2 separate regions of the Zea mays genome follow, and region 1 is linked to region 2. Evidence: chromatin contacts called from public Hi-C data. All regions are on one chromosome and are shown on one strand. The core of a region is the stretch at or near the end of the contact, and the rest is flanking DNA. Distances in the headings are between cores, read along the strand shown.

What was found. Hi-C and Micro-C count contacts between places; a contact is called where the count stands out from the background.
Region 1: a contact with region 2 is called in a Hi-C map of ear, with 3 times the contacts expected there. The contact joins the promoter of LOC103629382 here to the promoter of LOC100272751 in region 2. A contact is called at or near these places in 3 of 25 Hi-C or Micro-C datasets (ear, leaf and tassel).

The regions. Positions count from the first base shown.
Region 1 is chr6:67,585,103-67,589,748 of Zm-B73-REFERENCE-NAM-5.0, forward strand. It overlaps LOC103629382 (RING/FYVE/PHD zinc finger superfamily protein), which reads right to left and starts at 1,294. Exons shown (of 13, transcript XM_008650520.4): 1 at 883-1,294.
Region 2 is chr6:67,034,798-67,039,645 of Zm-B73-REFERENCE-NAM-5.0, forward strand. It overlaps LOC100272751, which reads left to right and starts at 3,552. Exons shown (of 9, transcript NM_001360110.1): 1 at 3,552-4,848. The coding sequence starts at 4,045. LOC541700 (6-phosphogluconate dehydrogenase 2) reads right to left here and starts at 3,125. Exons shown (of 2, transcript NM_001279373.2): 1 at 2,975-3,125; 2 at 621-2,316. The coding sequence starts at 2,305. The coding sequence ends at 857.

The DNA.
Region 1 (4,646 bases), core at 44-2,543, 550 kb after region 2:
AAATCAAACTACTTCAGGTTGGACAATTTATATAAAAGTTATTCATATTGCTGAACAAGTGTCGTTGGATTCATCATAAAATATATTCTCATGATGTATATATTTGGTATCATAAATGTTGATAATCTTCTCTATAAGTTTGCTAAAACTTAAAAATAGTTTGACTTAAGACAAAGGTAGAGTGATGTTCATTTTGGGATGGTGGTAGTAACTATACTATAGAACAAATCAAGGGTAAATTCAGACACCAGTATGACGCAACACAGATTCAACAATGATATGTAATTTAGATCTACACAATACCTGCATCAAGTTTTGGTATACACACATGATTAATATATCAGATTTTTACTATTCATTTTAATCATACTATCCAACTAAAAATAGTTGAAGATATTCTACATTTTAGATCAATAGCAAACATTACTTCCAGAAAAAGGTACAGAGAACTATGTGACACTAGTACACTACAACAGTGGTTTCATTATGTACTCACCAACTGCAGTTATGGTGGAAAATCAAACTTACTTTTATACCATGCATTCGGCACTGACTTTCCCCTCCTTTTTTCGTAACAAAAAACAGAAGTATGACCGAATTCCTGAATACTTATTGCCCTGACTTCTATGATCAACCCCCCATTCAAGCCAGGCCATCTCTCAGGCTTACAGTTTGAACTTATTAAAATCATACAGTATATCCTTTAAGTTTTAATGATCAATATAACAAAAAATGTTATTCAGAAGACAAAAAACAAATCATTTAAATTCAGTGCTATTAAAATCAATACATACACAGCTGGATTAGTTCCATGTGAATGTCATGAAATGCAATCTCATAGTTGTTATCAGGGTTCCAAAAATTATATCTCTCAGTCGTTACCAGGCTGCTGGCTCTCGCTGCCCGCCGGCCACCGGGGCCCGGGCGCCGTCGACGGTCCACCGGAAGCAGGAGGCGCGCACGCAGAGTCGCCGGTTGGTGTGCGGAGGACCGGAAGCGACTGGCGAGGGCGGGAGGGGGAGCCGCTGACGCCGCCGCCGAGTCCGAGACTGCCCCGACGTCGCCTGCGTGCCGATCGCGAGTCGGGGAGGGAGCGGAAGATGGAGCGCCGGCGCTGCGAGGAAGATGAAGAAACGGCGGCGGCTGTCGGGGTTAGGGTAAAGAAACGTGTGGGTGCGGTGGAATGTGGGAGGAATGCAGCGGATGGAAGGGGAGAATCAGCGGAAGGGGATGCGCGGGCCTTGTGGTGGGCCGGTTTTTTCATCACGAATTTATTTGCAAAGTTTTTATCGTCGTAGCGGTATTTGGTTTTATGGCCTAATTTTAATCTATTTATCTCTTCTATTTCTATTTCTATACTCTATACTGTTGGGACTTGTTCTCAAATACTAAAAGTTAAGAACAAGCCAACATAGAAAATGTTAAACGTTAAAGTCATTCGTCATTCGAAGCATTATTTCACTTGGGATATAATGATTTCCGGACAAAAGTTATGGATGACATACCTTCATAAACATTACATATCATAATGAAGAAGGAATTACATGGAATATAAAAGATAACATAAACAGTTATGTATTATTATCAACCCATTTCTATTTTATTGCTATGGAAAAATAGAAATGATATCGGATTACAAATACATATTTGACTTGAAAGAAGGTAAAAGTACAAGTGTGACGCAAAAGCAAATGCTCAGTCAGCGTGAACAGTACGGGAGTATTGTTCACCTATTTATAGGTACGGGTCGCAGCCCATATAAAATTACATCCAAGCCCTTTGCTTTTGATAATAACTCTAAAGTAATCTATCGGGGTCTAAATAGTCTTTTCCTCTTTTCTGCCATCATACCGAAGCTTCCTTGCGCACAGCTTCGGCTCTATTCCATCCTTCGTTCTCTTTGTGTTTTTTCATACAGCAATTTTGACTTGTCCGAAGGGTCCATGTCCGAAGGTACCTGCTCATGTATTATACTACAGAGATATTGTCAAATCACGTTTTTGAGGACCTTCGGAAGCCGAAGGCCCCCAACAAGTAGCCCCTCGCAATATTAATTTGTTAGGATAATAAATTCAGATTGCGATATGGACAAATACCCTAAGCCGAAGGTCCGAAAAAACACCTTCCTCTTGCTAGGATAGCAACAGTCAATGGCAGGCGGGGCCCTCCTATTCTCAATGCACCAGACGTATAAATAAGAGCACACCGCAATGTCATTTGGTACGTTTTCTTTGCCATCTGCTCTTGCTTACTCAGTTTTTAACTCTTGCGCAACAAGACTTGCTTAATTTGTAAGTTTTTTAAGCTTCGGCTTCAAAAGCGGTTTTTAGCATTTCCGAAGATGTCTGAAGATAAGAAAGCTGTTGCTAAAACAAAGCTGAGCCTTCTTGAGGAGAAGAATCTTGGCTTTCTTGAATCAATATCAAAGACAAATACAGAAAATATTACAAGGGAAATTTTGGAAGGTTTATCTGAAGATATTGGTGATAGTGATAGTTTTGATGCGGAAAGTGGGGGGAGACTCGGAAGATCGACCCTGGCGGCCAAGCCATGCAGTTTTTGGAAAATCAACCATTAAACAAAGTCATCTTGTCAATATGAGGGGTAAATATTTTTGGGATTTGTCTATTGTGAGGGCTGACGAAGGAGAGAAAACTTGTCCTACTCCCAAGGAAAATGAAGTCGTGATCTTCTGAAGCTTCTTCAAGGCTGGGCTTCGGTTTCCTCTAAGCAGTTTCGTGGTTGAAGTTTTGAAGATATTTGAAATCTGCCTACATCAAATTACTCTCGAAGCAATCATAAGGATGGGAATCTTCGTATGGGCCGTGAAGAGCCAAGGTTTGGAGCCAAATGCAAAAAGTTTCTGCAATATGCATGAGCTATTATATGAGACGAAACCCTGGGGTAAAGAGCAATATCATAACAATTTTGGCTGCTATAGCTTCGGTGCTCGATCTGGGTCAAGCTGTCCCGTGCCAACCTTTCGAAAGAGATGGCCCGGAGACTGGATGAAGAAATGGTTTTATGTGAAAAACGATTTGAAGGCACGAGAAGATATTAAAGATATCATCATGTGCCCTATCTGGCAGCGTTTCGGACTCCGGAAACCGAAGGTGGAAATGGATGAAGCAGCCGAAGAATGCCAGAGGGCCTTCCGCGTAGTCTGCTCTTTCATCGGGACAAGAGATTTAGTTCAAGAGCACGTGGCCTACAAGATATGGCCATTGGTAGCTAACTGGGAAATACCGAAGGAAACCATCAGCAACCCACACGAAGGTGGTCTGGTTAGACTAAAATATACCTTCAAGTTCGTAGACCAATTTATCGAGCCAGACGACGATTGGTTGAAATGTGTTGAAACTACAAGTGATGAAGTGCTCGGACCGTACTCAAAGGCAGAAGATATTGCGCTATCAGCGGCCTTCGGAGGCCGGAAAAAGAAGAGGCTGAACAGAGTTTTCGATGCTATCGGATTTGTCTATCCTGACTACTGTTACCCAATACGGGGTCAAAAAAGAAAAGGTACAGCTTCTGTGAAGGAAGTTGCTTCGGCCGCTCCTAGTGAGCCAACGCCGAAGAGAAAAAAGATGAAGGTTCTTACACACCGGCCACGCTATATTGAGCCGGCCACAGTGCCCGAGTTTGTCGGCGAGGCTTCTTCGGCTACTGAAGCCAAAAAAACCTATACCTGCGCAGAAAGCTGAAGAGCTGTCTGCAACACCGAAGGCTGAAAAAACTGAAGAGTCGAAAGCTGAAGGGACAAAAATATCAGAAATTTTAAGTCCTTCGGCAGAAGTTGGAGTGCCACAAGCTCAGAAGGGTCCGGCTGTGACCCCCAAAAGGAAAAGGATGGTTAATGTTTTGGATGTACTGGAGACAATAAAATCTTCAAACTCTACGCCGAAAAAAGTTGTCGAAGCTCAAAAAGCACAAATTGAAACAACAGCCTCTAGAGGCGAAACTACAAAGCATCAGGCTAAAATCAAAACTGGACCTTCAGAGTTTGCCAAAGAAAAATCCTTGGAAACCGAAGGAGAAAGTAGAAAGGAAACTTTAAAGCAAATTTTGTCTGAAAAAACTCTTTCTTCAACTCCCGAAGCACCTCCCAAATTGCCTGATTATATTATGCGACATGCTTCGGGCAAAATACTATCTGAAGAAGAAAAACGAGAAGCTCATCATTTCGCCCATAAATTAAAATATCCGAAAGGGGCGTTGATATTCAATGACAGTGGAGAAGAAGAGTTCTTGTACTGTCTCCCAGACAGCAAGGAGATCTCTGTCTGTCGGGAGATGGCACGAAGCTTCGGATTCCCAACTCTAGAAGATGGGCTTTCAGTTTTGTCAAAAGATGAATTGGCCGACAACTTAGCATATAACAGTTTAAAGGTGAGAAAATACACTTTTTGCGTGATTAGAAATTCGTGTGTTTATTTATTAATATCACATTCCTTTGGCAGAGCCTTATTCTCAGCAATGCCCTTAGAGCGAAAAAAGTGCCGAAGATGAAGGGTGCACCATGGCTTTAAACAACCTTCGTTCCGAAGTAATTGAGCTAAGGAATGAAGGTCTTGAGAAAGATAAAATATTAAATTCATTGGTGAATAAAATAAAAGAAGACGAGGCTGCTTCCAAAGCCCAAGCTG
Region 2 (4,848 bases), core at 2,302-4,801:
GCCATGCGTCACAGGCTGATATGTCTCGTATGGATCATTTGGATCGTTGAGGTGCCATCCTGTCATGCAGACCCCCACAACTGATGCACGCTGCGACGGGATTAACCAGGACATCGCTTTTGGGCCATTTTCTGCGTTGGAGGGGGAGGAGGAACATGGACTCCTAATACAGGATCGAGATGATCATCGTGCTTCATCCACGGCAAGCAAAACTATGAAGACTAGCTCAAGGATAACACTGTTGGCTGCACCAGAAGAGGAACATGGACCCCCTAATACAGAGGGATGATCATCGTGCTTCATCTATGCCAAGTAAAGCTATGGAGACTAGCTCAAAGATAACACTGCTGGCTGCACCAGAAGAGGAACATGGACCCCTAACACAGGAGATGATCACCGTGCTTCATCCATGCAAGCAAAGTTATGGAGACTAGCTCAAAGATTGCACTGCTGGCTGCACCCAAAAGCTTGTGAGGGTAGACCAATGTCCAAGTTTGTTTCAATCACAACACCTGATGGCTTCTCAACTCATCCTCCTCCTTTCGTGAAGACCTCTCCAATGTGGACGCACATCGAGGCAATGGAGGTTTTCTGCGGCGACCAAGCTGAACTCTTTCGCTAGTTCTGTAACATGTACATCATCGAGACTTGTCTGAATTATGTACATCACCTTTGGAGCATGGTGCATTGATTAACAGGGAGGAGAAAACAGAGGGTGCCCAAACACAAGCATGTCTGCTCTTATTTTATTCATATAAATAATTAACTTACAAAGATCAATAGACAAGTTCCTGCAGGAAATCTCATTACCGACTGGAGTAGTCAACACCGGGCATGCCATCCGTTGAGCAGCTCATCAGTTGTTGGAGATGTTGCGCGCAATCTTGAACCACTCGGTGTGGAAAGAGCCAGGCATGTCGACCCTCTCGTAGGTGTGAGCCCCGAAGTAGTCCCTCTGGGCCTGCACCAGGTTGGCAGGCAGCCTGTCCCTGCGGTAGGAGTCGAAGTAGGCCAGGCTAGCGGACATTCCCGGGGTGCTGACGCCGTTGTTGATGGCGAGGCACACCACCCTGCGCCACGCCGCCTGCCTGTCCATGATCTCCTGCGCGAACTCGGGGTCTACGAGCAGGCTGGCGAGGCCCGGGTTCCTGTCGTAGGCCTTCTTGATGCGGTCCAGGAAGATGGCGCGGATGATGCACCCGCCCTTCCAGATCCTGGCCAGCTCGCCGAGGTTGAGCCCCCAGCCTTTCTCCGCGCTCTTGGCCTTGATGATGTTCATGCCCTGCGCGTAGCTGCAGATCTTGGACGCGTACAGGGCCTGCCTCACGTCCTCCACCAGCTGCGCCTTGTCCACCGGCGAGCCGGTGGAGTAGTAGTCACCCTGGAAGATCTTGGAGGCCTCCACCCGCTCGTCCTTCAGCCCGCTCAGGAACCTCGAGTCCAAGGACGCCTCGATCGTAGGAGCGGCCACCGACAGCTCGGCGGCCTGCTGCACCGTCCACTTCCCTGTCCCTTTCATCCCGGTCTTGTCAAGGACCTTGTCCACCAGGTAGCCATCGCCATGCTCGTCCTTGATGCCAAAGATGTCGGCCGTGATCTCGATCAAGAAGCTCAGGAGCTCGCCCTTGTTCCACTCGGAGAACACCTGGTGCAGCTCACTGTTGGTGAGCTTACCGACCGACTTGAGAACGTCGTATGCCTCGGAAATCAGCTGCATATCGCCATACTCGATTCCGTTGTGAACCATCTTGACAAAGTTGCCCGATCCACCTTTGCCAATGTACGTGACACACGGGCCACTGTCAGGGACCTGAGCAGCCACCTTGAGGACAATGTCTTCGACGTACTTGTAAGCCTCGAACGAGCCTCCGGGCATCAAGGACGGGCCGTTGCGGGCACCCTCCTCTCCTCCAGAGACACCCATGCCAAGATACAGGAGGCCGCGCTCCTCCATGGCCTTCTCCCTCCTCTCCGTGTTCTCGTACCACTCGTTCCCCCCATCGATGATGCAGTCGCCCTGCTCCAAGTGAGCTGCGAGCGTCGCGATGGTCTGGTCAACTGGCGCGCCGGCCTTGACGAGCATGATCACCACCCGTGGCTTCTGAATGGACTTCACAAAGGACGCGGGGTCATGGAAGCCGTAGACGGGAAGGTTTCCTTCTGCCTTGGCACGCTGCACGGTCTCGTCCACCTTGGAGGTTGTCCTGTTGTACACAGAGATGGGGAACCCTTTCTCTGCAATGTTGAGGGCAAGGTTCTGCCCCATGACCGCAAGGCCAGCAAGACCGATTCTTGTGAGCGCCATCTCCTCCTACACTGAGAAAAAAAAATCTATTTCATACATAAGCCGAGCAGGACCCTGGAAACAAAATCTATTTTCATGTACCAAGGTTAAGCGGCCGATGAGGTGAATACATAAGCCGAGGATCAAAGATCATACGCTGCCCTGCGAGTCACAGGGCCGGCTACATATAGGTGTATAGGATGAAACCAACTGAATTTCTTTGAGACGAAGTAACTGAATACACAGCACCGCTAGAGGCGAAAAGAGCAAGAAGGCAAGGTAATGCGTCTCTCTGTCCCCTGGCCGAGTAAACAGTTTTCTAAGCTAAACAGTTTTCTAACTAAACAGTTTTCTAAGCTAAAGCCATTTTGTAGATCGTTTGGCAGAGAAAAGAGGTGTTTGACAGGACTCTAACTTATTTTCAAAGAAAATCCAGAGCGGAAGCCCTCTAAGTTCATCGACTTGCTTCCATGGATCTGGACCGGCAGGCAGCAGAGTAAAATCGGCGATCGGAGCTAGCAGCGCAATCATCTGGATCTCTACACGAATTCAACCCCCAGTCCCCATGCTTCGGGAACAAGAGGACCCAAAGGAGACAAAAAAAGAAAACCTCAACGCGGTGGAACTGAAATCCGGGGAGGACGGAGCTGGAATCGGACAGGGTGCGGAGATCGGGATCCGAAGCCTCACCTATGGAGCTGGCGCGCTGCCGAGTGCCGATTCAGATGCGGAGTTGAATTGGCGATGCCACCACCGTCCGGCCACCTACCTCTCTTTCACTGACCATCGGCCTTCCCTCCCCCACCACTTAAATCGCCAATCGGGCAGGGAAGGTGCCTTTCGCACCTTGCGCAGCAGCCGCTTGGCGGCTTTCGGGGTAGTTGTTGACGAGCGGGGGCAGGCAGCCACCGACGGGTGGGCCCCTTCGTGGTCGCCTGCTCACACCGGTCCCGTCGGCCGCCGCAGCCCGCAGCCCGCAGCCCGCAGCCCGTGAACCATGGCTCGGTTGGTGCTTCTGACGCGGCGGGCCCAACACCCACCCGGTTCCCACTCACGCCAGGGGCCCGGTGGGCCGTGGTGGCAGGGTACGATGGTTGGTGGTGCTCTGACGCAAGCAACTCATCATTCACGCGCGGCCTGCCGTTGCTCGACCGGTCCCACCTCCACCGCCAGCGGCCAGTGCAGTCGTGGTCTTCCTCCTCCTGCGTGTCCTCGTCCTTCTTCATCCGTTTTCCCACTCTGCGTCCGTCCGTCCACGTCCATCCATCCCCATTCCATTCCCCGGTCAAACAAACTGCCCAGAGGAAAGTTGTAGCGCCTTTCCTTTCCTGCAAGTCCAGCGTCGGTTTGATAAGATAATGCGGGCGGGGCGGAGAACGGCAGTTCCCACGCTGCCCAGTGCAAAGATGTGTTGTTCGTTGCTGACTGACTGACCCGAGCCGCCGAGCGGGAGTCGTTGGGGGGCCCCGCCCGGGCCTGCACCAGCACCGCCGGTTGCGGTTGCTGGTTGGCTGGCCACGACCGCCGCTAGTGCCAGTGGAGGGGTTGCATTTCTTCTCTCTGACCCAGCCTGCCTCTCGTTGGACCGGTCGTCGTCGAGGCCACTCCGTTCACTCCACTCCACCCAGGGGTGGGTCGGGAATTGAATTCCCCGCCGTCTCTACGCCTGCTGCCGCGGGTGGAAAATATCTATCTGCACCGGGACGGACTAGTCGCCCGCGCGCAAGGTGCTCGACGGATTGCTGCTACACCGGGCAGGCATGGCGGCGGGCCGGGGCGACTGGGAGGACATGGTGCGCCGGATGTTCCCGCCGGGGACCACCATCCCGGAGCCGCTGCCCGACATGGACTACTCCTTCGCGCTGACGTACAACGGGCCGGACGTGTCGTACGAGCTCCCGCGGATCCAGCCCGTCTGCGTCCCCGCCATACCCACCGCCGAGCCGGCCTCGGGGCCCCTGGGGCTCGGCAGCGGCGTCGTGCCCGTCGCGCCCGTCGTCGGCCCTGCTGCGGCCCGTGCCCGTGCCAACCCGCCGGCAGCGTCCCGGGCTGGTGCTGCTGATCGCCGTGCCGCGAGGATGACGCCGTCGGATTCCTCCGATGACGAGGAGGACGACGCCGGCAGCTCCGGCTCCCGCTCCACGAAGGCCTCGAGGCCTGCAGTGCCGGAGGGGAGGCGACCTCAGGTGGTCACGTTCGGGGTGCCGGAGGAGGACAGCGGCGGCAGGTACGAGAGCAGCGAGATGGACGGCGGACACGACGCGGCGTCCGCCGAGCAGCACGTCGCGGTGACGAGGCCGGCCGAGAGGAAAGGGCGGACCTGCTGCCGCCGCTGCGGGAAGAGCAAGTGGGAGAGCAAGGAGTCGTGCATCGTCTGCGACGCGCGCTACTGCGGCCACTGCCTGCTCCGCGCCATGGGCTCCATGCCCGAGGGCCGCAAGTGTGTCACCTGCATTGGCCAGCCCATCGACGAGGCCAAGCGCTCCAGGCTCGGGAAGGGCTCTAGGATACTGTCTCGCCTGCTCGGCCCCCTGGAGGTCAGGCAGATCCTCAAGGTCGAGAAG